Regions from separate parts of the Mus musculus genome. Here all the other regions are linked to region 2. A link is a contact called in public HiChIP or PLAC-seq and promoter capture Hi-C data. All regions are on one chromosome and are shown on one strand. Each heading gives the region's core, a stretch centred on a gene start, on an enhancer-like site or on the middle of the called end of the contact. The rest is flanking DNA. Distances are from core to core; before and after follow the strand shown.

The links. Promoter capture Hi-C pulls out the DNA fragments that hold promoters and counts their contacts. HiChIP or PLAC-seq counts read pairs in DNA pulled down with a chosen protein or histone mark.
Region 1: an H3K27ac HiChIP or PLAC-seq map of microglia shows a contact between it and region 2, with 6 times the contacts expected there. The contact joins two enhancer-like sites. A contact is called at or near these places in 1 of 15 datasets of contacts at CTCF or cohesin (large pre-B cells), 1 of 484 Hi-C or Micro-C datasets (nephron progenitors), 3 of 115 datasets of contacts at active chromatin or transcription factors (fibro-adipogenic progenitors, microglia and oligodendrocyte precursor cells) and 3 of 9 other capture datasets (adipose tissue, embryonic stem cells and liver).
Region 3: a promoter capture Hi-C map of second pharyngeal arch cranial neural crest shows a contact between it and region 2, with 5 times the contacts expected there. The contact joins the promoter of Itga9 here to the enhancer-like site in region 2. A contact is called at or near these places in 13 of 39 promoter capture datasets (the 3T3-L1 cell line, the C10 cell line, cancer-associated fibroblasts and 8 more), 2 of 15 datasets of contacts at CTCF or cohesin (embryonic stem cells and pro-B cells), 30 of 484 Hi-C or Micro-C datasets (CD4 T cells, the HL-1 cell line, bone marrow-derived macrophages and 11 more), 18 of 115 datasets of contacts at active chromatin or transcription factors (the SCID.adh cell line, bone marrow-derived macrophages, cardiomyocytes and 11 more) and 4 of 9 other capture datasets (adipose tissue, embryonic stem cells, liver and 1 more).
Region 4: an H3K4me3 HiChIP or PLAC-seq map of craniofacial prominence shows a contact between it and region 2, with 3 times the contacts expected there. The contact joins two enhancer-like sites. A contact is called at or near these places in 1 of 15 datasets of contacts at CTCF or cohesin (large pre-B cells), 4 of 484 Hi-C or Micro-C datasets (myocytes, nephron progenitors and undifferentiated spermatogonia), 4 of 115 datasets of contacts at active chromatin or transcription factors (cardiomyocytes, craniofacial prominence, embryonic basal ganglia and 1 more) and 2 of 9 other capture datasets (adipose tissue and liver).

The regions. Positions count from the first base shown.
Region 1 is chr9:118,644,095-118,651,158 of GRCm38.p6, reverse strand. The region is part of intron 4 of Itga9 (integrin alpha 9); the gene reads right to left. Among named protein-coding and RNA genes, the nearest start is that of Itga9, 41 kb to the right of the region's middle. Within about 2 kb of position 1,463, at least 4 of the 459 cell types and tissues checked have an H3K27ac peak or open chromatin away from gene starts, as enhancers often do. A contact at or near this core is called in microglia, where this site is marked.
Region 2 is chr9:118,817,906-118,824,758 of GRCm38.p6, reverse strand. The region is part of intron 18 of Itga9 (integrin alpha 9); the gene reads right to left. Among named protein-coding and RNA genes, the nearest start is that of Gm39454, 30 kb to the left of the region's middle. Within about 2 kb of position 2,963, at least 69 of the 459 cell types and tissues checked have an H3K27ac peak or open chromatin away from gene starts, as enhancers often do. A contact at or near this core is called in craniofacial prominence, double positive thymocytes, microglia and 1 more, where this site is marked.
Region 3 is chr9:118,600,909-118,608,101 of GRCm38.p6, reverse strand. Itga9 (integrin alpha 9) reads right to left here and starts at 1,393. Exons shown (of 28, transcript NM_133721.2): 1 at 987-1,393. The coding sequence starts at 1,174.
Region 4 is chr9:118,622,939-118,630,475 of GRCm38.p6, reverse strand. Itga9 (integrin alpha 9) reads right to left here. Exons shown (of 28, transcript NM_133721.2): 2 at 3,901-4,028; 3 at 2,231-2,337. Among named protein-coding and RNA genes, the nearest start is that of Itga9, 20 kb to the right of the region's middle. Within about 2 kb of position 5,810, at least 14 of the 459 cell types and tissues checked have an H3K27ac peak or open chromatin away from gene starts, as enhancers often do. A contact at or near this core is called in craniofacial prominence, where this site is marked.

The DNA of each region.
Region 1 (7,064 bases), core at 214-2,713, 170 kb after region 2:
GTGACCCCCTGCACTGTCCCCAGGCTCTTAGTGAGTCTCTAGTACCATTAAAGGTAATGGAATTACGTTTTGAAAGACACTAAATAAATAATATGAAGGAACAAGGAAGTCATGATTGCAACAGGACTCTGCTTCCTGAAGCTCCAAGTGTGAGCTCCAGGCAGAAGGGAAAAAAAGACTCTGGGGAAATAGAGGGAGAAATTCAGTTTCCAGCAACACACCACAGAGCCGGGAACGTTTTTCCAGTAAGTGACCATTAATCCCGGCTAAATTACAACAGAAAGTTAACTGAGTTAGACCGCTCTTCTGTGAGGCTAACTCAGTTCTTCCCGCCTTGTCCCGTCCGGTCACTATGCAGAAGACTCCCGGCTGCCAGACGCAGCCCAGAATCTTACACTGGGGGCTGAGGGTAGAAGATATGGGCAAAGAAATAAACCCTATGTCAATTGCAGGGCATGGAGATGGTACAAAGGGAAAATAAATCTTGCCTCAAACAGCACAATGTGGGACTAGCTAGAGAGATGGCTCAGCAGTGAAGGACGCCTGCTGCTCTTCCTGAAGATCTGAGTTTAATCCCCAGCACCCGTGCTCAGCCACTCACAACTGCCTCCCAGGGTATTGGACACCTTCCTCTGGCACCTGCACATATGTGAGTACACACACACACTGTGATGGTTTGTATATGCTTGGCCCAAGGAGCAGCACTATTAGAAGGTGTGGCCCTGTTAGAGTAGGTGTGTCACTATGGATGTGGGTTTTAAGACCCTCATCCTAGCTGCCTGGAAGCCAGTATTCTGCTAGCTGCCTTCAGAACAAGAGGTAGACCTCTCAGCTCCTCCTGCACCATGACTGCCTGGAGGCTGCCATGCTCCCACCTTGATGATAATGGACTGAACCTCTGAACCTGTAAGCCAGCACCAATTAAATGTTGTCCTTATAAGAGTTGCCTTGGTCATGGTGTCTCTTCACAGCAGTAAAACCCTAACTAAGACAGCCATGCATGTACGAACACGTGCACGCGTGCATGTGCGCACGCGCACACACACACAAATAAAACAAGTCTTTTTAAAAATAGAACAACAGCAAAAAACGATTGAAATGTTCATCTTAAGCAGTTAGGTATAAAGCTCGGAATGTCGGGTAAATGGGTTTTTTCACCTTACAGACTCTAAAGCTAAACAAGCCACTGTAATTCTTGCGTGTGTGTGTGTGTGTGTGTGTGTGTGTGTGTGTGTGTGTGTGTGTGTTCCTTTTTGGATCCAGTGTTTGGATGCAGGTTAACACTCAGGTGTACTAGTGAGATCGTGTATGAAGGGAGGTGGACAGCCTTGGGCACTAGTCTTCCAGAGCCATCCACCTTTGGTTTTTGAGGTGAACCTCAAGATCACTGGCTACGCTAGGCTGGTCCACCAGTGACTCTGAGATGACAAGCCCAAACCACCGCATCCCTCAGGGGGTGGAACTTGGGTTCTCATGCTTGCAGGCTAAGCACTTTACAGTCTGAGCTTCCCCCTAGCCCTGTGGCTGTAACTCTTGACCACAAGACGATCGAGGAGACTCGGACATTAAGAGCCCAATGAGAACATCTTGCCTGACACTGTTCAGCCTTATAAATTTTACACAATAGCAATTATGTGCAAATGGTATTCTTTTCAAAGCCCTTGGAGTCTCTTTATAGCGGAGACTCTAAAGACAGTTCACAAAGACACATCACCACGCCTCTATCAATGCCTTCCAAATTGGGAGAGTGTTCCCTGTGCTGAGAGCCAAGGTTTCTAAGACAGCCCCATCCTGGCCCAGGCTAATGTCCTACAGGGGGATATTGTCACTAGCACTCCAGCCTCAGGTAGCAGGGGACACTGTTTGGAGACCAGCCACCATTTCTCCAAGCTGGCATTGTCCTATTCCAGGGTTAGGGTGTATGGGGCAGGCCAGCAGGAGCTTAGTCATTTCTGGTTACTAGGTCTGGAAGCTCCAGAGGGAGGGCAATTGTGGGGCTCCACCTGGACCCTACTACCCAGAAATTCGTTCTAGAGGACAGGTCACATCCCAGCCTCCCCGAAACCTCTATGACTTTGTCACGAGCTCTCTCAATGTGAAGCAGGACTGTGTATTTTCCTTTGGCCTCCTGTCCCACCCTGACCACACACATTCGGGGACAATGGTGGCCTGGTTACTCTCTTCTAGGTTACTCTCTTCTAGATGCCCTAGGAATCTACAACCTTCCAGATGCCCCCTCAGCTTCTCTGCCCAGGTGACCTTACAGGTACATGTAACGACACACAAATGATAGACTTCCCATCACAAAAATGATGAGTTTATTTGCCTAAATGTCCTGAATGCCAGGCTGGTATCATTTACCCCACTGTACTTGACTGTGCTCTGTCACCTGGTCACACACTTGCACTGGACTAGAGACCCAAGTAGATGTGCACAAGGACCATGCATGGTGGCTCTCCTGCCACCAAGGTCCTGAACTCTGAATCTCTCTGTACCCCATGGCCTTCTCGTTTACCCTTCCCACCTTCCACCAGTCATGCTCCCTTAGTGCTATTCAGCACAATTTGAAAAGGCTCTACACCCCAAGTGCTGAGAATCGTGGATTCCAGAGCCAATGCTACCACTAACCCCAAGATCTAAGGACATACAAGGGTGCGATGATGGGGAGATCCTCAGCACAGATCCTTCTGGGCTTCCCACACTGACTCTACCCTGAGCAGCTCTGTGTTCTCTGTAGACTGTCAGAGAAGCAGGACAGAGCATCCATCTCTTCAGTCCACGGCACTCTTGCTATGACCATCCCTGATTATCTCTGAAGACCTGAGAGCAGTCACATAGCACACATGAGACATCCCATTCCCAAATGCTACAGCAATGGGACGTCACCGTGCCTGTACTCATGGCCACTGAGCAGAGTGAAGCCTTCTGAACAGAGTGGACAGCTTTACCAAGGACCCTTAGCCCCTCTCTGTCTCTAGGCGCAGCAATGGCAAGCCATGGCGGCGTAACCCCCCCCCCATTGCTAAGCCCAGACACCCCAATCCTTTTCAGTAACAGGAAACTAGACACAACATCATGGGACTGGGCACATAGTTCTTCTGGTAGAATGCTTGTGTGCATGCCAAAGGCCTGGGTTCCCTATGAATTGGGCATGGTGGCACATGTCTAAAACCCTAGCATTCAGGTGGTGGAGGCAGGAGGATCAAGAGTTCAAGATCATTAAGGGCAGCATGAGACACTGTGTCTAAACCAAACAAACTCAGAGACAATATCTTACAGACGCTAAGGGTCTAGTACCCAGAGAGTTGGGCTAATCTAGTCAAATACTTAAAATGTTCTTTCAAATAAAAAACGTAAACACTTTGTTCTGCTTATCTAGACTTGAGTTGGAGGAATGCCCTAAGCACAAAGCTATGGAAGAGGTCTGGGTAGAGCCAGGGGCAAGGGGCTGGCCCCAGTAGAGCTGAGCCCAAGAACATGAGTCACACCCTTGTCTCCATTGAGCAGTCCAGGAAACACAGGGTGGAGGAAGCCAGGAGGAGCTGGAGATGACCTCCAGCCCCCTGTGTTCCCAGGAAGACCTTTCTGCACAAACACAAAGGCAGTGAGTCCAGGTGACCCTGGGCTTGCTCACTCAGTCTCGAGTTGTCCCCACAGACATAGCCACACAGAGAGAACAGCAAAGTACTAGGCTCCCTCCCGCTGTTACAGGATAGAACATGCATCTACCTCAATGACACAGGTACACACGTGCTCTTGTGTGTCTATAAAAACTTCTAGGACCTAGGTTGTGGCTGTGATGAAACACTGGCCTAAAACAGCTCGAGGAGAAACATGCTTTATTTCACTTTACAGCTCACAACCCATCACCTATGGAAGCTGAGACAGGGAGAAAAGGCAGGAACAGAAGCGGAGAACAGAGAGGTGCCGTCCACTGGCTTGCTTCCCCCATGGCTTGCTCAGGGTCACTCTTATCCAGCCCAGGACACCTGCTCCTGGGGGCCCTGCTCACACTAGGCTGGAGCCACAGCCATCAGCAACCAAGAAACAGACTTGATCACAGGCCATTCTGAGAGATGCAATTCCTCTCTGAGATTCTGTCTTCCGATTTATGTCTAGGTTTGTGCTAAGCTGGCAGAAACTAATTATGACAACCCACAAAAAACACAAACGCCTACAATTTGTCTTTATAAGTCTGACTTATTTCACTCAAATGATGGTCTCAGGCTTTATCTAATTTGTATTAAACAACAGAATTTCACTTTTTAATGAGTCAATTCATACACACATATGCTTGTGTGTGCATATGCATATACAACTTTCTGCGTGCATCCTTTTGAATGGCATCTAGTCTGTCTTATACCTTAGCCCTTTGGCTGGCACCACAGTGAGCATGGATATGCAGATGTCCCTGTGAGTGTAGAGTCCTTCATATATGTATACAGACAGAAATAGGACAGTAGAGTACTCATATGATAGCTCTATGTTTAGCTTTTGGCAAAGCCAGCGTATGCAGATGCCCTTGCCCATGTATGCGCGCAGGGAGATCAAAGTTTACCTTAGGTGTCTTCCACAATCACTTTCTATTTTTTGACAAGATCTCTTACTGAACCCCGAACTCCCGGATGTGGCTAGCATGGCTGGTGAGTCTCCCAGCCCAGCCCAGGAATCAGACATGAAGACCCAGGTCTTTATGTGGGTACTGAGGGTCTGAAGTCAGCTCATGCTCACACAGTAGGCACATTAATCTCCTGCTCAAAACTGGTCTTAACACACTGATCCCAAAGTCATTTTCCAGTTGTCCAGCTCAGCTAGAAAATAAAGTATCTGGGAAAATAGCTTTCTAGCCTTAAATTATTTCCAAAGATCACCAAGGAGCGATAAATCTCTCAGTAACTGAAGATAAAGCAAAAATTTAGGGGTCTGTGCTTATTAGCGGACAGGTCGTTAGTAATAAAACGGGCATTTACCTCCCCCAAAGGGAAGAGATAAACTACCTTCCGTTCTGATGGACTTCCGTCTACGTGGGAAATAAGAGTTATGCTATTAATAGCGAGGTTAGAGAGGAAGAAGGAAAAAGGTCTTGAAGCAGTTCCCGAGTAGACTGTGGCAAGTCCTGAAAGCCAACTGCATCAAGCAATTAAGCAAGAAGGGCATTTGACGAGAAGAAAAGCATTACAGGGAATATTTAATACTTTTGACCTTTTACATCCATTTTGTAGGTCAGGGCGACTTTGTTCACAGCCAGCAGTTCAGCTAACACAGCAGGGCTGCTGCGTTAGCCTCAGTCAGCAGCAAAGGGCGGGGCTGATGATATCTATCTCACCCATTTCTGCCGCCTCTCATGCTGTCTTTCCAGAGGAAGGTTTACCATCACGGGAAAACGGGTTGTTTAAAATGCTACTGTATGGCTACAAAGGAATATTATGCTGCCTTGAAATGGAAAGGCGTGCTGATGCATTCTAGGACATGGAGCATGCCCTGAGGAGACAGGGCTAAATGAAGTTGGCAAGTCACACAGTGGAAGGTTCTGCTTGTACCCAGAGTGAGCTCTCATGCAGAAAGTGGGGAGGTTCTTGCCAGGAGCTGGAGACGAAAGAGATGGAAAACTGCTGTTGACCAGGGATGGTTTCCGATGATAGGAACCACGCAAGACTTCTGGAGAGAGGTGGCAGCTGCCCAGTGTAGACAAGAATGAGGCACACTTCAAAAATGGTTACAATGTTCATTGTTATGCATATGTTGGGCAATTAAATATTACAAGGAAAAGCGTCTGGAGAGATGGCTCAACTGTTAAGAGCAGTTACTGACTGCTCTTGATATAGTTAGACTTCTAGGTCCAGGGAATCCGACACCCCCTTCTGGCTGTCACAGGCACTGGACTCATATGCACATACCTACCTACACACATGTGTATGCGCACACATGCACACACACACACACACATACACACACATAACTAAAAGTAAAATAAACATTTTTAGCCCATTAATGGTTGCTTCCACTCAGGATTAGAAAGCAAGATTTTGCCTCCTCCCACTTCAGAAGCGTCAGCCTGCAAGCTGCGTAACAGCGAGCATCTATTCAGCTTGGTCCACACTGGGTTACATTTCCTCCTGGGCATGAGACAGTCACATTGCAGTGAGAGCTAGCTCCAGCTGAGAACTGACGGGTGAATCGCTCCTGTCATAACCAGTGATAGGACATGAGCAGCTAAGCTATGAAAGCTGAATGTGGGGGACTGAGAGAGACCCGGGCTGCAGAGCAAACCTGCCTGCCTCTGGCTGAGTTTCACCAGGCTAATGCTGTCTGCTCTCAGTGACTGCAGGGCTCACCTCTAGGTTACATCTAAGAAAACAAAGCCAACCAACCAACCAACCAAACAAACAAACTGAAGTGTGACACTAGAAGTCTACAATGTCCTGAAAAGCCATCAGATCATAACGTAGTAACTGGATATCTTTCCTTGTGCCCTCATTGATCACAAAGGAATCAATGTGCCAACAGAAACAGGCCATCTAGGGAAACCTACGCTGCACTTTAAGGGCCAACAACCCTCCCTGTGCTTAATACACCTTCAGTAAGACCTTCATCAGCTTTCTCTGCACCCCAGTTTTCTCATCTCTACAACAGGAACATGAACATTGATCAGGCAGAGGGACACAAGCCAGTAACTGTAGCACCCAGAAGGCAAAGCCAGGAGATCACCACGGGTCCAAAGCCAGACCGGCCTCCACAGCGAGGTCCAAGGCAGTCAGAGCTACACAGCAGGACTCTGTCTCACAAAACAACAAGAAAATGCTGACCCCCCCCCAATGTTGTGTTCACAAGTATAATTACAGGTTCAAGTGGCCGTCCTACCTTCTAGCTCCTAAAAGGTATTTATTGTCAAGTGGATTCTGATCTGGGTGCTTCTCAGACAACAATCCTCAAGATGCTAAGCCACACACGTGCACTTTTAAAAGAGACTTAGAAACTGTGGGCATCTGTAATGTTAGAAGATACAATTTAAACAGCAATCCTGCTCAATGTGTGGAAAGTTTTTTTTTTTTTTTTGAGGTATA
Region 2 (6,853 bases), core at 1,714-4,213:
ATGCTGCCTCAGAGTGAGACCCTCAGCCTGCTCGGACTGCCTGGAAACTGAGGGGGCAGAGCTACTGTACACTGAGCTCTGACCATATTTGAGGCTGGCACTGCTCTAAGCATTTTTGCTGGTTTTATTTCTGTGGCTATGTTTTGTTTTTAAAAACTTGTAAAAAGCAACTTAGGGAAGAAAGTTTATTCAGTTTAAAATTTCCAGGGTACTGTCCATCATTTCAGGAACTCAAGGCAGGTCACTACATCACATGGATATTAGAGAGCAGAGAGAATGGAGGCCTGCATGCATGCTTAGTGCTCAGCCAGCTTAATCAAGAGCAGAGAGAATGGAGGCCTGCATGCTTAGTGCTCAGTCAGCTTAATCAAGAACAGAGAGAATGGATGCATGCATGCATGCATGCTTAGTGCTCAGTTAACGTTCTCTATTCTTACACAGTCTAGCCCCCCCTCCCCCAGCTAGTGACTGGTGCTGCCCACTTTCAGGTTGTGTCTTTCAAATCAGTTAAGGCAATCGGATAGCCTCCCACATATATCCACAGACCACACTAATGTAGATAATTCCCCACTAAACTCCTCTCCGTGGTCGTTCTAAGCTGTATTTGAATATCACAATGAGCTTCTTAGCAAGTCTACATCTATCAGAGGCTGAGAGGTAGTTGTGAGGCTTCCTGCCCTTGGATAGGAAGTATCTTCCCAGACTGGACCTCTGAGGAAAATCACAGACAAGAGTAGGCCTTTATCTGCTGGTCTATTGGATGCCTAAGTGCCCCTTTGCAGTTCAGAGTAGGGGCTTTGGGGAAGTCTGGAGGACTACTTACCTCTGGTGGGTAAAATCCCTCCTGGGCCACCGGCACTCACATTTCCCCAGGTTGCTTCCAGCCTCCTCATAAAAACCAGAGGCTGGAAAGTGGAATTTAAATACTCTGCAGTAAAGACGTGGAGGAGACCAGAGGAGGAGGGGATGGACTGACACTGCAGGTTCAAGTTGAGCTGAGTCTAAAGCATCTGGCATCTGAAACAGCTCTGAACTAAGAATGTTGGGCTTATAAGGGATGTTCAACCTGTAACTTCTTTTTTTTTAAATATTAATTTATTTTCATTTATATGAGTACATTGTAGCTGCCTTCAGTCACACACCAGAAGAGTGCATTGGATCCCATTAGAGATGGTTGTGAGCCACCATGTGGTTGCTGGGAATTGAACTCAGGACCTCTGGAAGAGCATTCAGTGCTCTTAACTGCTGAGCCATCTCTCCAGCCCAACTTGTAACTTCTTGAAGCTGGTTTTTATTTAATCTGGAGGCTGTGAGGTAAGTCTCATGGCCTCTACTGCCCAGATAAAGAAAAGGAGGCCTCAAGAAAAGGGTCAGTCAGCTTGCCACAGTGGTGATCAATTGCCTGAAATCAAGATTCCAGTCTAGCCTAGCTTGGCTCCATACCTTGTGCATGTTCTGGCCAGGTCTGCCTTCTAAGGCCGTCTTGGCAGTGAATATGCTGCCTATGGCACCACTGTGCAGCCTCCTTCCACTTTGGCACTGTGGAGGCTGCAGAGTTGCCTGAGGCTCAGAGTGTCACCTGCCAGACACCACTTCAAGTACGTTTGAGTCCATGGAACAGACCCTGGTCTAGGTGAAGGACCAGGTCGGTGTCCCAACTGCCTGGCTCATCTTTAGGCCCAGAGGAAACTGTGGTGTGACCGTGTGTGGAGAGACCAAGGTCTCTACAGTTGGCAGGAGACCCATAGCTATGAACTGATGTATCCGTCCATTTCTGGGTTCCAACCGTCAGCTCCTTCATCAGAAAAGCTCTACAGGCCTTTTGGGAAAACCAGTGAGAGCTTTCCTTGGCATGAGGTCTAGCCTCTTCCCCTGCCATGGCTTCATGAATAGGGCTGAAAGCACCACCCACTCCAGAGGTCTCTGCTCCCCCATTCTGAAGGCCTGCTTATCTGAGGAGAGGGTTTCGGTTCTGTCTCTTTGAGTTCCTCCTCCCTGTGTGGCTCCATCCACTGCCTTCTGTTTCCTTTGGAGGCAGAAGGCAGTTCCTTCATCTGAAACCTTCTAGATGAGGGCCTCCAGGGAAGGAGGCCTCAACCCAGCAGATAATTAAAACAAAACAACAACAAACTAATATTTTTATTCTAAGCTCCACACCCTTATATAATATGTATTGCTCATATCCGTCCACCTCATCCAGGGCCCTCGACTGCCCCTCACCACATCCCTCCCACCCCCCAGAGCCATGCCTTTAGTTGTACTGTTTTGCTATTACTTAGTGCTGCTCACATGTGTGTAGGCTGTGGCCATCAATAAGAAACCTACTAGCAGCCACAAAGGAGAGTGACTGTCCCTCTCTCAGCAGCCATCAGCTGCCAACAGGTCCTCTGATAAGGGCAGGGCCTGGGGGGTGGGGGTGGGGCTCCTCCCCAACGTGTGCTCAGCAGAAGACATTCACCTCCTCTCCATACTGACCCCATGAAAGCACTCAGTGTTTAAACCTCATGTACAGGCAGCACAGGACGAGGAGAGGCCATGCAAACTTTCAGATTGCCCCAGCTCCCATGTCTGGAGACCAGAGCTCCTCACAGGGCTCCTGTCTTAGCAGAAGCAGACGTTGTCTCTCCTGCCCGTGGCGGCCCTTGCTCCTTTCCTATCACTTCCAAAGCTGATGGTCAGGTAGGGCAGGGCTGGGCAGGCACTGACATGGTACAGCACTGAGGTGCGGGCTGGGTGCGGGCTGGGTGCGGGCTGGGTGGACACAAAGTCTTCCTTTACCGACATGCAGAGCAGGGGCAGCAGAAGGGACCAGCTCGGCTGCTACTGGCTGTGAGACTTAGCTGTGTCGCCAGCTCTGAGGTCTAATTTCTTCCCTGGTAAATGGGACAAAGATGCTGCGGCAGACACCCAGCCCACCATGCTCCGCCCACTAGCCTAGGGGTGCTTGATCTCATTCGCAGCCTGCTAACCCAGGACCATGTGACCAGGCTTATTATGTCAATCATCCCAGGGAGACTCTGAAACTTCCTTCTACTAGAACTTCGTGAAATCAAAGCACTTCTTCATGGTGACCTGGCTATGATCTCGGTACCCTAAGGGGACAGACTTGTCTGAACATGGAGCCAAAACAGGACACATCGCAAGAAAGCTCAGAGGTCCAACAGGAAACATGGGGTGGGGGTGGGGGGCAAGCGAACCTCAGACTTTCACTTTGAAGAACAACAATTTCTCTGTTCACTCAGTAGGAGGGGAGATTGGCTCTTCTATTGTTCGGAACAAAAAGAGCTAAAGCAGGTGCAAGTACCTCACTGTTCTGGGGCCTCTGCAAGTACGCGACAGAGCTAGGTAGGAATGGTGCCTGGAGCAGCTGGGCTGCTGCAGCACTGACACCCGCTTCCTCTGTGTCAGAAGGAAAGGTCAAGATGCTCCGAGCAAAAGCATTTTGGGGTACTCACTAGAATACTTCTGAGCAGATGTGAAGGCATGAATGTAACAGGAACCTCTGCAGCCCTCCAGAAGGCTCTGTGGGCAAATCTAAGTCCGAGGAGGGCTTGGTGGTGGCCTGTGCCCTCAGGCCATCAGTTGCTGAATGTGACCAGGGACTGAGATGCTGTTTCTAAAGACAAATGATAGCTAAGGTTGTGCTTTAAACCATGGTGCTTAATTTGTAAGTCGTGACTATCAGCTCTTACAGTACAGTGGCTCTACAGATGTGGCGCCTGGGAAGGTGTGCTGTGTCAGGGAGAGGCCACTTGAACGGAAGGGAGTTTGTCAGGAAATCGCCCCCTTAATATTTGTAAACTACTGGAGCACGTCTTTATTTTTATTTGAAGCAAATAAAACTATGTGAAAAAGATTTTTTTTCCTCTTTAAAAATTTTTAGCATGAGCCAGACCTGGTGGTGCCTGCCTGTCTTAGAATTTCTATGGCTGTGATAAACACCAGGATAGGGAGGAAAGAATTAATTTCAGCTCACATTTCCACATCATAGTCTATAACCTAAGGAAGTCAGAGCAGGAACTGAAGCCAGGCAGGAACCCGGAGGCAGGAACTGAAGCCACAGAGGAGGGCTGCTTACTGGCCGGCTTCCCCTGGAGTATCAGCCATATCGCTCTCTCTCTCAACTTTTTTTCCTCTCTCATACATTACAGCCTGCCTGTAGTTCCCCTCCCTCTCCCCCAGCTCAAATCCTCCCATCAAAAGAAAAAATAAATGTGTGTGTGTGTGTGTGTGTGTGTGTGTGTGTGTGTGAGTGACAGAGAGAGAGGGAGAGAGAGAAGTAATCAGCCTGTTTTTCTATCCTACCCAGGACCACTGCCCAGGACTGGCACTGCTCACAGTGAGACAGGCTCTTCCACATCAGTCCTCAATAATCAATACGAAAAGGCTATGTAGACTCGGGTTCCTCAAAGGAGGATGGAACTTTGACCCAACTGTGGCGCTGTGATCACACTAGACCGTTCCCTTTATGAGTGGCTGTTCCTTCTGTGAGATGTGACCTTTTAGACTTCTCTCAGCTTGGATAGAACATGTGTTCTGTTATGACAAAGGTTAGATTTAAAGCTTGGATTCATTTAATAGTTAATGTTCATTTTCTGATGATATCCCCCCTGGCCTCCATTTGAAGACCTCTATAGACGATGTCTTAGTGTTGTTTTCTTTTCTTTTAGTTTTTGGTTTTTTTTCCCATTCCTTGTTCAGAGCTAATAGTTGGACCAGGATTTTATAATAAATATTTCCTAGGACATTTTGAAGGCATTTTTGTAAGAATATGATAGGATCCAACATTCAGACAAAATGAAGGTTGTTACCCACACACGACACCTTCCTCCATTTATCTGTGGACACTTCACTGTGTTCGCCTAAGGCCTATGTTGTTTGGCCCCTGCCGAACACACCAGCCATGTCTCAGCTCCCCTCGCTCACCTACTGTGCCACCCTCTCTACAGCGGCCCTTATCCCTCCTCATCTCAGTGCCCCTTTTTCCTGAACATCTCCCAGGGCACCTTTCCCGGGTCCCCAAGCCTGTTCTGTTCACCATAGTCACAACTCCTAGACACTTCTTCAAACCCATCCTCCACTGGGTTTGTGAGGAGGTGGCCACAGAGCTTATGTCTATTCTGTGTATACATCTCACACCTTAAATACTCATTAAACGTGCAGTTCACTCTTTTTGAATAAATGAGAAAGCACAGCAGCGGCGATAGCAGTCAGACCAAGCTAGGCAGTTCCACTCTCAAGCTCAGCACTTAAAGCCGGAGGAGTAAGTTCTGTAGAACATCAAGGTACTGTCTCTGGGCCATGCAAACAGGACACCATTTTTTTTTTATCCACTCCATCTTTTCTTTGTTGGAACTGCTTTTGACTATTGGGTATATATTCCTATGCACAGGAAGCATGAGTTTCTATCCTATGGGAATCCCTGTTGTCTATCACTAGCAGAGCCCCCAGATGCTGTTACGTATCAGTAATAGGACTCTGCTTGTCACATGATCCATGTCATCAGGCACCTATGTTCCTGGTGTGCCACTAGCCTCTTACAGGTGACTTGGGCATACAGCTAGGGGCTTTTTTTTTTTTTCTTTTCCCTAACAATATTTGGACCCGAGTTGGGAAAATGATGGATGGCTTGGGGATAGAGCAAGGCAGTCGAGCGTCTGACACGCGAAGGGCTGAGTGACTCTACCTCTTAGGACTTTTTCCAGCTGTTTAGAACTCAACGGGCAGAAGGGAAAATGGACAGTGTGTGTGGTTTTTCCACCTTCCTGGCCCATTCAGGGGCAAAGCTCTTAAGTGTGATATTCCTTTCGCTGAGTTCACCTTGGGACAAATCAGTTCCAGAGAAGACATTTAAAAAGGCAGGGAAGTCGTGCCAGCTCCCAGAATCCAGCGCAGCAACACATGGGCACCACAGGAAAGCTTCTTCTAGTGGGAGCCTGGTAGGGGTTAGGTCTCTGTGCCAGTACCCCCCAGGATACTAAAGAGAGTCTTGTTTAGACAAAACACAGCTGCCCCAGAAAATTCATCAGTGCTTCCTGTCTGCTACCCCCTACACAAGGAAAATGGGGGATGACGTAATCTGAAAGATGTCATTCACTAAGCACCTGGCTCTCCAGAGGGTAACTGCTACAAGCCAGGTGGGCAGCCAGCAGGACCATCAGACATGCAAATTAGCCTCTTTATGCAAAGAAGATGCATCAGAGACCTCTGAAGTCAGCTCCTCAGTGCCTGGATCCCAGTACCCAGTTTTGGCAGCTGTGCCTTGCTTTAAGCCTTGGTTTCCTCCTCAGGAAAACAAAGCTCACAAGTGGACATGAGTTATTGTGGGGCTGAAACGTGTTAAAAAAAAAAACCCACAAAACTAGTGCCGAGCGAAGTGTGTAGCATAAAACTGAGCACCCAGTAAGGCTGTCTTTCCCATTGCCCAGTGTTGAAGCCATATCAGCTACACGCCTTCAGACTACCAGAAAGAATGCAGGCTCTCTGTTTATTTTAGAAAAATTCTAGCAAACGTCCAATATCCAAACCTGACAAAGATCACACAGCAGAGGAAACTGGGAGATGCGTCTTGCTTATGATTACGGAGACAAACACACGGAGCAAAGCGTTAGAAATTATAGCAGCGGCGTATTTCAGTCCTTATGCTCAGGGGGTGAAATTTTAAAAACAGAGTTTGTTTCCTTAAAAGCTCAAAAGAAAGGTTGCACAAACACAGCACTATTTCAAGTATAAACAGTTTGTGAGAAAAGAAAGCAATAATTGATCAAAAACTTCAGACTTAACCAGATTGGGTTCTTGTCAAACCTCACAGGCTAAATATCAACAGGTTAGACTTCCAGACCTCCAGGCCATA
Region 3 (7,193 bases), core at 144-2,643, 220 kb after region 2:
GTTCTCTTTCTCCAGGGTTCTGAAAGACCCGCATCCACAAGCCCCCGATTGCCTCGGCCCCTGTCCAATTCCGAGCAGAGACTCCCAGTAAGTTACATGTCCAAGCACACACACTGCCAGTCTCCATCTCCCGGCCTGCTGCTTCTAAAGATGCTCGCTCACGGGATAGCACCCTCAACGTGAACCAGCCATCTCCTGGGTCCACAGTAACATCATCTAAAATGAGGCTGGGGAGCTACTGAACTCTAGCTGCCTTGAATAGGTGGGCGTGGTGCATGGTGTGGCTCGTTCATTCCAAGGAAGTGGTCTATCCGCCTTCTCTAAGCGCTCCTGCTGTGGGGTCAGTTAACTTCACTATTGATGCTTAATGAGGGAGAGACTTATTCTTTTCTGCAGGCCCACCCATCTCGCTGGTTCAAAACTGTACCCCTTGATTAAAAACTTCAGCTTCCTAAATCTTGTCTCTAGACACGTGGGAGAGCTCCAGGCTGCCCACCAGCCACACAGTCTGCTCCTTGGGGGTCCTCTCTGCATCCCAGATCCTCTCAGAACTTTGTGGGGCCCCTGGGTACCTCTTCTGGAGATTCCTAAGCCACCAGGACCCACTCCCACCACACCCCTTGTTTCTCTGCTTCCTGCATGCTGCTGCCCTAGAGTTACATGAAGTGGTCCCCAAGAGCAGCCTGGCCTCCTAGGGGCCCCCCGGGGATCTGGGGCAGATGGCCAGCCCGCGGTGGCCCCTGGAAGGCAGACAGCCAAGTAACTTTGCTTTGGCGAGAGCGAAGCTGCGTCTGACTGCCCAGGGAGGACAGGGACCCCAGGGACGCCCCGGGCCTCGGAGAGCAGGCCAGGATGTCAGCGTGGCCGCCCGGACATTTAAATCGGCCCCGCGGGAGGTGGAGTGGAAGAGGCCGGAAAGGCGGCGGCCAACTTGGGGGACCACGGGGTGCCCACGCCAGGGTCGAGGATCCGCGGGAGACACTTACCAGCGCGTGTTGTCGTGGAAGTGCTCCAGCACCGCGTAGCCGAAGAAGGAGCCTGAGGGGCCCTGGAAGCGTACCGGGCGCTGCGCGTCCAGGTTGTAGGCGCCGGCCGGGACCCCCGCGGCCACCAGCGCCAGCAGCAGCGCGCGGAGCCCTCCGGCGCCGGTCCGCGCCGCAGCCGGGCCGCCCATCCCCAGCCGGCCGCCGCCCTGCGCCCTGCCCCGCGATCGGGGCTCCCGGGACACGCCGCTGCCCGGGGCGGGAGCCGTACGCTCCGAGTCTAAGCCCGGGACGCGGCGATGGGCTACAGCGAGAGCCGGAGCAAGGCCAGGGACGGCCGCCAGCGCCCCGCGTCCTCTCGATGCCCGCCGAGAGGTCTGCGCTCTCGGAAGGAGCGGGTCCCGGGCCCGGGCGGCACTGGACTGCGGAGAGGCGCGCCCGCGGGGTGGGCGGCCCGGGCGGCCCGGGCGGGACGGGTCCGCAGCGCCCCCTGCTGGACGCGGTCTCAGGCGCACCCCCGGGTCCAGGTTCTGGACCTCGGTGAACTGCATCCTCTCAATGTCCTAGGCTCTGCTGTGTCCAAGCTGGCTGGGTCTCTCTCCTTTTGTCTTACACTGAAAGTCTCTCTCTCACACACAAAGACCCAAAGCTACCCGAGCCAAGGATGGGTAAATATTCTGGCCCTGCCCATCTGGAAGCTCTTCTTCAGAGGCAACCGCTCAAGACCGCCAGTCAGTTGCTGTAAGAATTAGTCATGTGGAAGAGAGCAGAGCGTTCTTCCATACTCCCTGACCTGGCCAGCGCTTTCCAACTTGGCAGACATACAATACAGCCAGGTGTGCTCCCCTGTATGTGGGAGATTATGGTGAAGTATACGTTGCATAAAGTTTACGTCATAACCTCATTTTGGTTATGTGATCATCAATAGCTCATCTTGCAAATTAAATTATACATAAATTTAACAAGCACGCCCAGCCCAGTCCAGCCCCCGGCAAGTTTCATTTATCCCTGACTCTATGAAGTTGACTATTCCAAGTTTAATGTTATTGTTGAACTAACTCTTTACTCTGGTAAAATCACAACCCCCTCCCCATCCCTTCCCACCCTCTCCACTTCCAAAGTCTCATTCATACTAAACACACACGACGCCTTTATCTTTTTCTTTCTAATCAGGCTTATCCTTACAACAACAGTCAAAGCCTAGGGTAGGCAAGGTGGGGTGGGGGGGGGGTGCACATTCCAGAGTTATCCACTCGCCAGCAGTCTAAACACGGGGATCTTTACAGGTGAAGAGCCTCTTCCAGCTGTCATCAGAAGGGCTGTGACAAAGGAAGCCAGATCACCGCTAGCTTGGGAGCTGGAGGGAAGGGTCCATGAGGTAAAGAAGCCAGGCAGCTTCAAAAACTGGGGACAGAGAAATGTCTTCTCCTCTACCCCTTCCAGGAACGCAGGCCAGCGAGACCCATGACCTGTCCAGCATTGTTAGATGATCAATGTTGCTGTCTTAAACCACTGCAGTCAGGTAATTTGCATAGCTCGGATGCACTACTGCTGTCTTACTTGTGGTCAGTATTGCTGCAATGAAACACCATGTCCAAAAGCAAGTTTCAGAGGAAGGGGTTGATTCAGCTTGTACTGTTCATCATGGAAGGGAGTCAGGACAGGAACTCAAAACAGGGCAGGAATCTGGAGGCAGGAGCTGGTGCAGGGGCCATGGAGGGGTGCTGCTTACTGGCTTGTTCCCCATGGTTTGCTCAGCCTGCTTTCTTGTAGAACCCAGGACTATCACAGTTAGGAATGGCACAACCCACACTGGGCTGGGCCCTCCCTCATCAATCACCAATTAAGATCTTGTGGAGGGAAGCATTTTCACAAGCAATGCTCCCTCCTCTCAAATGACCTTAGTTTGTGCCATGTTGATACAAAACTACACAGCATAAGTGCTATATCCACCTGTCTTAGTTTACTTCCTGGGCTGTAAAGCAACACTCTGATCCAGAGCAACTTGGGGCAGGAAAGGAAGTATCCCAGCTCACAGGTTAGTCTCACAGGAGAGAGACGGGGCAGGAAGCCATTACAGGTTAGTCTCACGGGAGAGAGACGGGGCAGGAAAGGAAGTATCCCAGCTCACAGGTTAGTCTCACGGGAGAGAGATGGGGCAGGAAGCCATGCCAGAGCTGAGGGAGAAATCATGAAAGAACTATGCTCTTCACGCTGGCTTGCTCCTCACCCCCCCCCCCCGCCATGCACGGCTAGCTTTATATATGGCATAGGTCACCTGCTCAGGAACTGGTGTCACTCACAGTCGGAGCCCTCATTCACCAGCTAACAACCATGCCCACAGACAAATCTGATGAAGACAATTAGTTGAGATTCCCCCCCCCAGGTGATTTTATGTTGTATAAAACTGATCTTAATGCTTATTAATATGGTACCTTAAGTTATATGTTAAAGTGTGTGTGTGTGTGTGTGTGTGTGTGTGTGTGTGTGTGTGTGTTCCTCAGTGAAAGAGCTATAGATTTTTAGTGAATTCTTAAGAGGTAAGGTAGACTTTAAAAGGTTAGGAACTGGGAGCTGGAGACCATGCTCAGAGGTTAAAGCCTTTGCCACTCTTGCAGAGGACCTGAGTTCGACTCTCAGCGCCTACATATTGGTTCACAACCATCTGTGACTTCAGCCCCAGAAGATCCTATGTCCTCTTCTGGCCTTCCCAGGCACTAGATGCATGCTGTGCCCATACACATATGCAGGCAAACAATGATACACTTAAAATAAAAATAAGTGAATCTTTAAAAGAGTTTCAGGTCTGTTGGTCTAAAACACACCAATTACAGTCTTTAAACTAAACATCAAAGTTATACTGGTTTAAAAAACACACACACACACAAACTGTTGTATTGGCCTTTCATTTCAGGGGTTTCTAAACATGGCCATACATCAGAATCCAGGGATTAAAAAAACAGATTTGGGTCTAGAGACACTGGCTCAACCACTAAGAGTGTGTGGTGCTCTTGTCGGGGACCCAGGTTCAATTCCAAACCCACAGTGTCCCATAACCATTGGTAACTCCAGTTCCAGGGAACTACCTAAAAGTAAAATAAATAAAACTATAAATTCACAAGCAGTGAGCTGGGTTGGGTTCACTAAGGGGTAAGGCCCAGCAATCGTTTGTTAAGCATCAGGAGATTACGAAGCCCTGCCCCTGGGAAAGAGACCCCCAATCTGTATTGTGGTTCTGGTCATGTGACATTATGGCAGGAAAGCCATAGACTCTGAGATAAAACACATGGAGTTACTTTCCAGGTCTGACCAGTTGTCCTGTCGTAAGTCAGCGCGAAGATGATGCTAACAAACTGGCAAGCCTTTGAAACACACCGATGAACTGTTGGCAGCATTTTAGAAATTGTAAGGTAGGATGGTGATTAGTTATTCGTGTTATCGGACAGCAGCAGCCAGCAGTGAGCTCGGTTTCCTGCCTGTCGGAACAAGCTTTTCTGTCTAACGACAGCGATGGTGTGATGGTGCGTCTGTGACTCTCAGAGGGAGAAGCATTGACTGTCACTCTCGGTTCTGAGTGCAAAGCCCATCACAGCAGGGGAGGGAGGTAGGAGGGTGGGCATGGCTTGCGTCCTCAGAAGCACACAGCTGGGACACACAGCAGGGATGGGCTATAACACCTCTCAGCTGGCTTTCCTTTCCCCCTTTTAGTTTATTACTCTTGAATCCCAGCCTATAGGATGGTACTGGCCACATTCACCCCAGCCAAACCTCCCTGGACGCAGACATGTCTATCGGTAGGTCTCCTTGGTGACTCCAATGAGACCCATCCAGTTGAGGATGTAGATGAGAAACACAGGGGAAGCATTCTTTTCAAACCTTCCCACATGGGAGACAGATTGACTTCTTGGCGCTATGCCTTTTTAGAAACTGCACCTTTTGTCCAAGAAGACAACTCAGTGTTCCTCTCCCTTTGCACCCATAGATTAAGGCCGTTCTCATCTTAAAAGCTTCCTTTTGCAATAGATGGTGGTTAATAGAGACTCACAAGTCAGAGCTCAGAGAACAAGAGACTGTGCGGTGCTCAGCCCTAAATGGAATACCTATTCCCCACTTCCTTTCTCCCCAGGGCTCAGGAATCATCACGGAACGAAGGGTGGAAAGACTGTGAGAGCCGGAAGCAGTGGAGGGCTGCTGTAAAGCCCTGTTTTCTGGACATAACAGTTCACACGCGCTTCTGGTGGCTGTGACTCCATGCACAGGCCCTGGGCAAGATCAAACACAGGCCCAGCACTGATGGGGGTGGGGCTTACAGTCCCCACCCCTAGCTGATGGAGGAGGGGCTTACAATCTCCACCCCTAGCTGAGGAGCTATTGGCAGCAGCTGGCCACTGGAGGAGGGAGTTCATTTTCTTCAGACTGGTGACCCTGGATAGGATGCCCAGGCTCTAGCAGTTGTCCCTATACACAGAGGAGGAGCATATAGTGAACTTAGTGGCTTTATAGAGAAGCATACAAATTTGAGAGGGAAGAGCCGTGTGTGTGTGTGTGTGTGTGTGTGTGTGTGTGTGTGTGCGCGTGGGGTGGGAGCTGCCAGCCTGTTCACTGTTAACTGAAGAGCTGTGTGTGGTCCTTGTGTTTCTGTGTTGGGATTAATCCAGGATCTTTGCACACCTAAGCACATATTCATCTGTGAGCCGCATCCCATTCAATCTTGTTATCGTCTCTGTCTTTACTAGTACTGACAAAGCCTTGCTACATAACCCAGATGACCCTGAACTCTCACGACTCCTTCTGCCCCGCCCCGGACGCTGTGACTTCACATTTGGCCGCCATGTCCAGCTCCTCACCACACTCTGGTTGCTTCCTTTAGGTTTGTGGTTAATATGGCTTTGATCACATAGGTATGTGGACGTTGCAGCCCCTGTTTGCTCTCTCTCCGTGTAGCTTATTTCCATAAGTTTTGTAAGCTTTGGTTGCAAATTCATGTTCCTTGGAATTTTATCTTTGTTTGGAATATATTTTTCCATAGACAAATTGTGCTTTTTTCTGGGACTGGCCTGGGCACTTCTGATCTACCTGTGCTGTGGCCTAATGTCTGGTTTATATAGGGACTGATAGGTAGATGACAGATAAGTGATAGATGATCATAGGTAGATAGATGATAGATAATAGGTAGGTGGATGAATAGGTAAGGAGGTAGATGAGCTAGTAGATAGTATAGTGATAGATAGATAGATAGATGATAAATAGATATAGATGATAGATAGTACACAGACATAGATGATAGAGAGATAGATAATAGACAGTAGACATATATAGTGATAGATAGAAGACAGATAACAGATATAGATGATAGATAGATGACGGATAGATGGATAAACAGATATAGATGATAGGTGATTGATTGAGAGATTGATAGTAGACAGATATAGTGATAGATGATAGGTAGTAGACAGATATAATGCTAGATAGATGATAGATAGTAGACATATATAATGATAGATAGATTACAGATAACAGATATAGATGATGGGTAGATAGATAACAGATAGATGATAAATGATAGATACATAGATATAGATGATAAGTAGGTAGATGAGAATGACCCCATGATTAGGTAGGCAGATATAAGTGACAAATGGATAGATGACAGAATAGATATAGATGATAGATAGATAGATAGATAGATAGATAGATAGATAGATGACAGAGAATAGATATAGATGATATGTAGATAGACGATAGGTAGATATCACACAACAGAGACTGGTTTGTGCACCTGAAGGCTGCCTTTCCTTTTTTTTTTAACTTACATTCTACCACGAGTCACAACCCAAACAGGAAAGACTTAGTCATGGTGTTTATCACAGCAATAGAAAACAAACCAGAACAGCTTTGGATGTTCTTTCAATGGAGCAGGCTATCCCAGTTCACTTCCTAAGGAGTTGGTCTTGATCTGGGGCCCTTAGTCCGATGGTCTCCCAGACTCTGCATTCCCAGGCAAGTGTGAGGTAGATCCAGACACGCCCATGGCTGGGGCTGACTCTGTCACTCATTTGTCCCCTGTGTGAGAAATTTTCATTATTTTTAGCCTCTGAATATTATCTTCTTACCAGCCAAGCTATCTCTTGCTCAGTTTTATATTTAATTCAACAATTTGAGGTGTTTTGTAGGAAGAAAGAACTCTAGATATCTGGATATTTACTAAGC
Region 4 (7,537 bases), core at 4,561-7,060, 200 kb after region 2:
CTCTTCCTCCTCCTTCTCCCCTTCCATATTGGTTCTGAACCACAGCTTTGCGTCCCCTCTGGGGAATATACATGCTTGGTTTCTCCCATCTTTTTCCCAAGAATGGGAGACAAGAGATATGGCTCTTTGGGGCTGAGTCACCCTGTGGGGTCAGGCCACCATGCCTAGAAGAATGTGGTGGCTTGGCCATCATCCATGGCCTGCTGAAACAGGGATTAAAGGACTAGAATCCAAGGCCAGCAGAAATGGGGGAGGGGGCAATGAGACCTACAGTGGTGTCCAGCAGGGAGGCCTTATAATTCTGGTGACAGCATCCAGCCGCTCTCTCTCCCAAGGACCCAACAATGTGGGGGTCTCTTAAGTGTGCTGAGGTCGGGTTGAGGAGATCAACACAGAACAGAGTTCCTCAGAGGGACTAGAAACGTCTGGCCTGTATCCTTGAGGAAAGCCCATTTCCCCTGGGAACAAACATCCATAAAGCCCCCAGCTTTGACAGCTTGTGGCCCAAAGGAAACCCCTGAGATACAGCAGCTGGACTCACTTTCCCTTCTTGACCTTGAACTTTTCAAACACAAATCATCCTACAGCCTTCGAGGAAAGCCGACGGCAGACTTCATAGGAAGTCTGAAGAGGACCACCCTACAGGGCACCAGCTGCCTGGGAAAGGGCAGAAGGAGTCTGCAGGGTGCTGACCATGGGATGCCTGGATGTATGTGTGTGAAAACATCAGCAGACTGTGAGGTATGCATGCCTGAGTACGCAACAGAAAAGGACATGTGAAAAAAGAGAAAATGGTTAATAATCAAGTCTCTGTCACAGTTAGAGGCTTGTTTGTCTGTTTAACATGTACTTAGTGTGTGTGTGTCAGTGTGTGCACATGAATGTGTGTGCATGTGTATGTTTGTGTGCATACATGTATGTGTATGTGTGCATGTGTATGCATGTATATGTGTTTGTGTATATGCATGTGTGTATGTGTATATGTGTGTATGCATGTATATATATGTGTGTGTGTATATGTATGTGTGTATGTGTGTGCATGTATATATGTGTGCATGTATATATATGTGTGTATATGTTATATGTGTATGTATATGTCTGCATGTGTATGTGTGTGTCTGTGTGTGTGTGCACACTTCAGAGGGTGACTCATGGGAGTCACTTCTCTCCTTTCACTGTGCCTGGCCCAGGAATTGAACACTTGAATTACATTCATGTAAAGTTCTAGAAAAACCAACAGCAATGTTTGCAAGACAGCAGTTGCCTCTGGGATGTGGGGGGTTGAGTAGATGAAAAACCAGGCTGGCCTCGAACTCTGAAATCCGCCTGCCTGTGCCTCCCGAGTGCTGGGATTAAAGGTGTGCGCCACCACGCCAGGCTTACAAACTTCTTTCTACCTATATTCTCATATTCTGTCTGTCTGTCTGTCTGTCTCTCTCTCTCTCTCTCTCTCTCTCTCTCTCTTGTCTTTGTGTTTGTCTGTCTCACTCTCTGTTTCTGTCTCTCTGCCTTACTCTGTCTCTCTGTCTCATTCAGTCTCGGTCTTTCTCTGTCTCTCTCTGTCTCTGTCTCTGTCTCTGTCTCTCTCCTCTCTCTCTCTCTCTCTCTCTCTCTCTCTCTCTCTCTCTCTGCTTCCTGGGATTAATTATGGTCTCATGCATGTTAAGAAGGCATGCTACCAGGGCTGGGCAGTGGTGGCACCTTTAATCTCAGCACTCGGGAGGCAGAGGCAGGCTGATTTCTGAGTTTGAGGTTAGCCTGGTCTACAGAGTGAGTTCCAGGACAGCCAGGGCTACACAGAGAAGCCCTGTCTCGAAAACAAACAAAAGAAAGCTCCCTACCACTGAGTTACATCCTCAGCCCAATATGTCTAAAGGTAATACAAAGAACAGGTTCTAGGCATGTCAGACTTTGACATGGCAACCCAATACTGTCACCTACAAGGGTCACACTCAGAACCACACAATTGAGGTATTTTTAAATCCCACAAAAGTTATCTCACAATGTTTTAAGTGACTTTACAGTTTTGTGTTGAACCTCTTAGCTGTCCCTGCTTCATGCAGATACATGTGGCCTGAAAGTGCAGGTGGGACAGATCTCAGAGCAGCAATGCACAACAGATAGCCTTAACGCTGTGTTCTGGCTTCTGTGCTAGCCACCTTTCCTATGGGGTCAGTCCTTCATGCTTAGGGTGCTCTGTCCCAAGTCACCCTCTCCCCAGAGGTCTTACCAAAACACGGCCATCTGCTCTGGGCTGCCGGGCCAGGCTCACCCCCATCCACTCGTCATCCCGGTCTCCCCTGCAGGTCTTCCCACAGGGCGCACCACGAGTCCTCCCTGGAGGGAGAAAAGAGGTCAGCTTTGGATTGAGGAATGGTGCAGCTGGCTGCTTTTCAAAGGGTGGTCCTGGGCACTCAAAGTTTTGTACCTATAACACAATGTCAACTCCATGGAAACTTGTAACAAAATGTTGCTGTTTAATTCAGCTCCTTCTTTTTCCACAACAACATTCTCGTGAAGGAAAAGGTGTTCCCATTGATGTTGTTCTGGGAAGCCACTGTAACAAACACCTCACAGAGAAGATCCCACACACCCAAGTCTCTTCTGATAAATAAAATCGAGACTCTTTTTGGCTTTGAAGGGTGTGTATATGTGTGTGTGTGTGTGTTTACAAGTTTGCATGTGTGCATATGCACATGTTGAAGGGTGCATCCATGTGTGGGTATGTTTACATGTTTGCATGTGTGTACACATATTGGAGGTATGCAAACATGTGTGTGTGTGCCACATGTTGGAAGGGTGTGCATTCATATATATCTCCATGCATGACAAGTGCAGAGGCTGACGTCAGGGGTCTTCCTCTGTTGCTCTCTGCTTTATGCTTTGAGACAGAGTCTCTTGCTGAACTTGGAGCTCACAGGATTAGCTACATAGTCTGACCAGAGATCCCACAGGAGTCGTCTCATCTCCACCTTCTCAACCCTGGGACTACAAGCTCATGCAGGCTCACGCAGCTCTTTCTGTGGATTCTAAGGAATGGGCTCAGATCCTTGCTCTTTCATAACCAACACCCCCTGAGTTGTCTCCCCAGACATGCCAGAAGTGGTGGCAGAGGCCTGGGTGATAAAGGGCTTTAGGGGAGCAAGGCCTGGAAGCATCTAGCAAGTCACCTGGCTCTTCTGCCCGTGTCTTTCTGTGCTTGCCTCTCCTATCTCAGTCTTCTCAGAGCAATCCAGTGCAAGCAATCCCCAGTGTCTACAGCTGGACCAGAGCCGATCCATGGAGACTGATCCAGTAGATCTACATTATCTACTAGAAAAAAGTGAGTACCACAGTCCATCCAATCATGCCCTTCACCATGCAAGACATAAAAGCTGATCTGAATGGCCTCTGGCAGCACACAGAGAGTGAAATCTGTCATTTAACCTGTCCAGTGAGGCCCTGTGTGGTGTAGTCCCTCCTACCTGGCAGTTGTCCTTTCCAACTTTCTCCCTCCCCTGCTCACCTCTCCTGTGACAACACTGTCCTTGCTGGAGACTGCACTTCCTGGACTTCCCAGCTAGCTACCTTCCATACACAGCAAGATCCCCAAGGAAGCCGTTTCCAACCTCCAATATAGAGCTTCCCCGGCGCACACCTTCCCTCTGGATTTCTCTTAGTCTATTGTTTATTTTAATGTCTATTCTGACTACTGGTTTTCCAGGCCCGGGGTGACAGGCTCCTTCTTTGCTTTGTTCAGTGCCTAATAGCTTATAGCATCTCAATACACATCTGTAAGATGGAGGGAGGAAAAGAGGGAGAGAGGGTAGGCCGGCAAGTGATGAGGCTGTCCTAAGTAGAAAAAGAACAAAGCATGAAGGTGTTGCTCCCATTTCTACCCTGACAAGCATGTCCACCCACCTCGAGCCATGTCCAGCTCGGTGCATCTCCGGTCAGGGTTGGTATGGACACGACACTTAAACACAGCTCCAGGAGACTTTACTGAAGTGCTATATTTAGAATCTGCCTTCGGTGCACCCACGAGGACCCTGCACATCAAAAAGAAAGAGCGTGTGGTCACAAACCAGTGCTGGAGAAGAAAAGGCAGGGGGTTACATCTTTGTCTAGGCAAGAGTGAGCAATCTGAATAGGCATCAGGAAACACACACACACACACACACACACACACACAGACACACACACACACACAGCTTAAGTAAAACAACCAACTAAAAGAAACGCAAACCTTTGTAAACTTGACACAGCCAGAGTCATCAGAGGGGGAAGGAGCCCCAATTAAGAAAATGCTTCTGTAAGAGTGGGGTGTAGGCAAGCCTACAGGCTAATTTATTAATTAGTGATTGATGGGGGTAGGTCCAGCCCACTGTGGGCAGGGCCGCCCCTGAGCTGGTGGTCCTGGGTTTTATAAGAAAGCAATCAGAACAAAGGATGAGAAGTGAGCTAGTAAGCAGCACCCCTCCATGGCCTCTGCATCAGCTCCTGCCTCCAGATTCCTGCCCTTTCTGAATTCCTGCCGACTTGCATCAATAATGGACAATGATGTGAAATACAAGCCAAACAAACCCTTCCCTCAATAGGTTGCCTGTGGTCATAGCCTGTCATCACCCTGACTAAGGCCATCGGTAGGTAACTGAACAGGCTCTCACTTTTACTAGTTACCGGTTACCAGAGGGATAAGTAAGGGGGGGAGGGGAGGGAGGATAGGCTAGGGAGGAGTCGGATCAGTCTGGGCCTGGTGGGTGCCAAACACAAAGAGGGAAGCAACATTAAGTTCACTTTGAGTTACAGAAATAAATCTGCCCTAAACTTTAAGTGTGTGCATTCATTCGTGAGTTGTAAGTGTACATGTGTATGTATACACGCATGTGCCCCCATGTGTGTGCATTCATGTGTATATGTGAGCAGAGGTCACCTCTGGTTGTCATTCTTTGGGTTCTATCCATCTTTTGTTTCAAAACAGGGTCTCTTCCTGGCCTGGCCCTCACAAATCCAATGAGACCCAAGGGAGCCTGTCTCCACCTCCCCACTGCGGGGGTCCATCACAAAAGATCTACAGTGCAGAAGACTAAATAACAACTGGGCACAATGTGTGCTGAGCAGTGAGCCACTAGGAAAAGGCACTGCTCGAGGGCAGGACACTTAGGACAAATTCCACCCTGCCGCTCCAAGAGCTGTGGATTCCTAGTGCCTGCGCAGTGGGGACTTGGGCTGGCCTTTGTTTCTAGCACCCAGGAAGCAGGACAAATCTGACCACCCCAGGATATTAAATACAGCAGGCCTTGGGATATAAGACACCACTGTTAGGCTTCTCTGCGGAGTAGAGTTAGGAGCCTCCCTGGGGTAGAGAAAGCTGGCCCCAGATCCCCTTGCTCTGTTCCAGGGGCCACCTTCTTCTTGGGGTCTCATTCATCCAGTCAGCTCCCCGCTACTCGGGTGTCATGGTGTCTGGCACCTTCCCTGCCAATGCTTTAGTGAGGCAGAGAGATTGGCAAAGAGGGCTGACGGATGTTACAACTGATGTCTGAAATCCTCAGCAGACTTCAACAAAGGCTCATGGACACTGTCACTAATTAAACACCAGAGACCTGGTGTCAGGCCCCATGGGTAGGTTCTGTCTTAATTCCTACCCCAGAACCTGGGGGAGCCCTGAGGACCCCAGACACACACACACACACACACACACACACACACACACACACACACCATCCTTGCAAAGAAATCTCTCTTCCCACATTAACCCTGGAAAGTATATGTTAGCTCCTATAGAGAGTTGCTTCTTGCTGGCGTATGAGAAGAGCTTACAATGAGCCAGCTCCCCACCCACATCTCCACCCCCACCATCCAGCAGCCTTACCATGTGTCCCTGCAGGACCTCTGCTAGGGCAGTTCACACTCCTTCAGCCCCTCCATGATATGCCTCAAATGAAGCGTCCCCGAGCAGGCTATGTCCATGGGAACTACAGAAGTCCTTTCCCAAGCAGGCCACATTCACCACCTGGCTCAGCCACACAAGGAGGTTTGGCCAGCCTGTGGATGCTCTAACTCAAATCCATAATGGCACTGGGAATCAAACCCGAGAGGAAAGCCACACTAAGGGATAATTCCCCACCCCCTTTCCTCTGGGGCTGAGTTTGAGCCACTGGAGCGAGTCAAAGAGCCTCCCTCAGAGAACCCGTTGTTTTCACAGGTGAAAAGAATTATCAGATTGACAACTTAAAACGGCTAAAGCATCTACAGCCTGCCATGTCCAGCCCTGAGGGCGAGGAGTATAAATGTAAAATCCTTGTGCTGCGTCCCAAGCCTCCCACAGACTCAAGTCTCCCATCAGCCCCAGTAAACAACCATTTGTAAGTCATTTTACACTAGGGGCTGGGGTGTCACTCAGTGGCAGAGCTCCTGCCCGAGGCCCAGGGTAGCATCTCCAGCCCCACACGCCAAAGATAAAATAGAGAAGCTACCGTTGTGTCCAGCTGCCTTCTGCACACCTATCCTTCCACCCATAGATAAGTTAGGTCTCACCAAAGAAGTGTCTGCGGTGGTGACAGATACAGAGACGCACGTCTGGTCAGAGTGCAGAGAGGGAGTGACTGAGGTGCTCAGTCAGAAATGGATGTCTTTATCACACCCCCACTCCCCAAGGCCCAGGGGACATCAAGGAAGCAGGCTGGAAAGAGTGTAAGAGGCGGTCAGGGGGCTGCTGGGAAAAAGAATATTCTGAAAACGAGGGAAACCTTACGCCCATGAACTCAGAGCACCTGTCACTGCCTGCACAGTGCACAGGAACAAGCCAGTCAGCCTGCCTGCCTCGGTGGGGGAGGGGCTCACAAGGCCACACTTCTCCATGAGGAGCGGTTGGCCAAGGATGGCTACCGAGGAGTGGAGGCAGAGAATCATTTTCCTTCAAAGAGCTGACCCTTGGTTGGTTGCCCATGATCCAGTGGATAGACCTACACCCTCGCTGAACATATGGGAAGCACCCGACTCAGCGGGTAATTTTTTTTTTTTAAGACAAAAAGGAGTTAGACACTGTGGCACACACATTTAATCTCAGCACAGAGGAAACAGAGGCAGGGGGATCTCTGTAAGTTTGAAGCCAGTCTGGTTTACTTCCAGGACCATCAGCTATGTAAAGAACCTGTCTCAAAATAAATATAAGTAAATTTAATTAAAAGGTTTTTTTTTTAAGAAAAGAAAATGAAGTTGAGGGAGAGGGGAATGGGAAAGGAGGGGGAGATGGGAAGGAGGAGGGAAATGGGGAGAAGGGATCCAGGAGAAGTGAGGGGTGGATATGACCAAACAGGTTGTAGAGAAGAATTCTCCCAGAAAGAATAACTTTAAAGTCACAATAAGTAAAGAAGAGAGAGAAGCCCATGGCCCACAGGAGTCGGGAAGCAGCTACAGGAAGAAGCAGGCTGTGGGTCCACCATGTCCCCAGCATTAACACCACAACCCTGGAACCGTCCGTGGTTCCACTCCTTCCAGCTCAGACACAGTCCTAGCGTGCCAGGCTGGGAGGAGCCTGGACAGCAGAATTCTC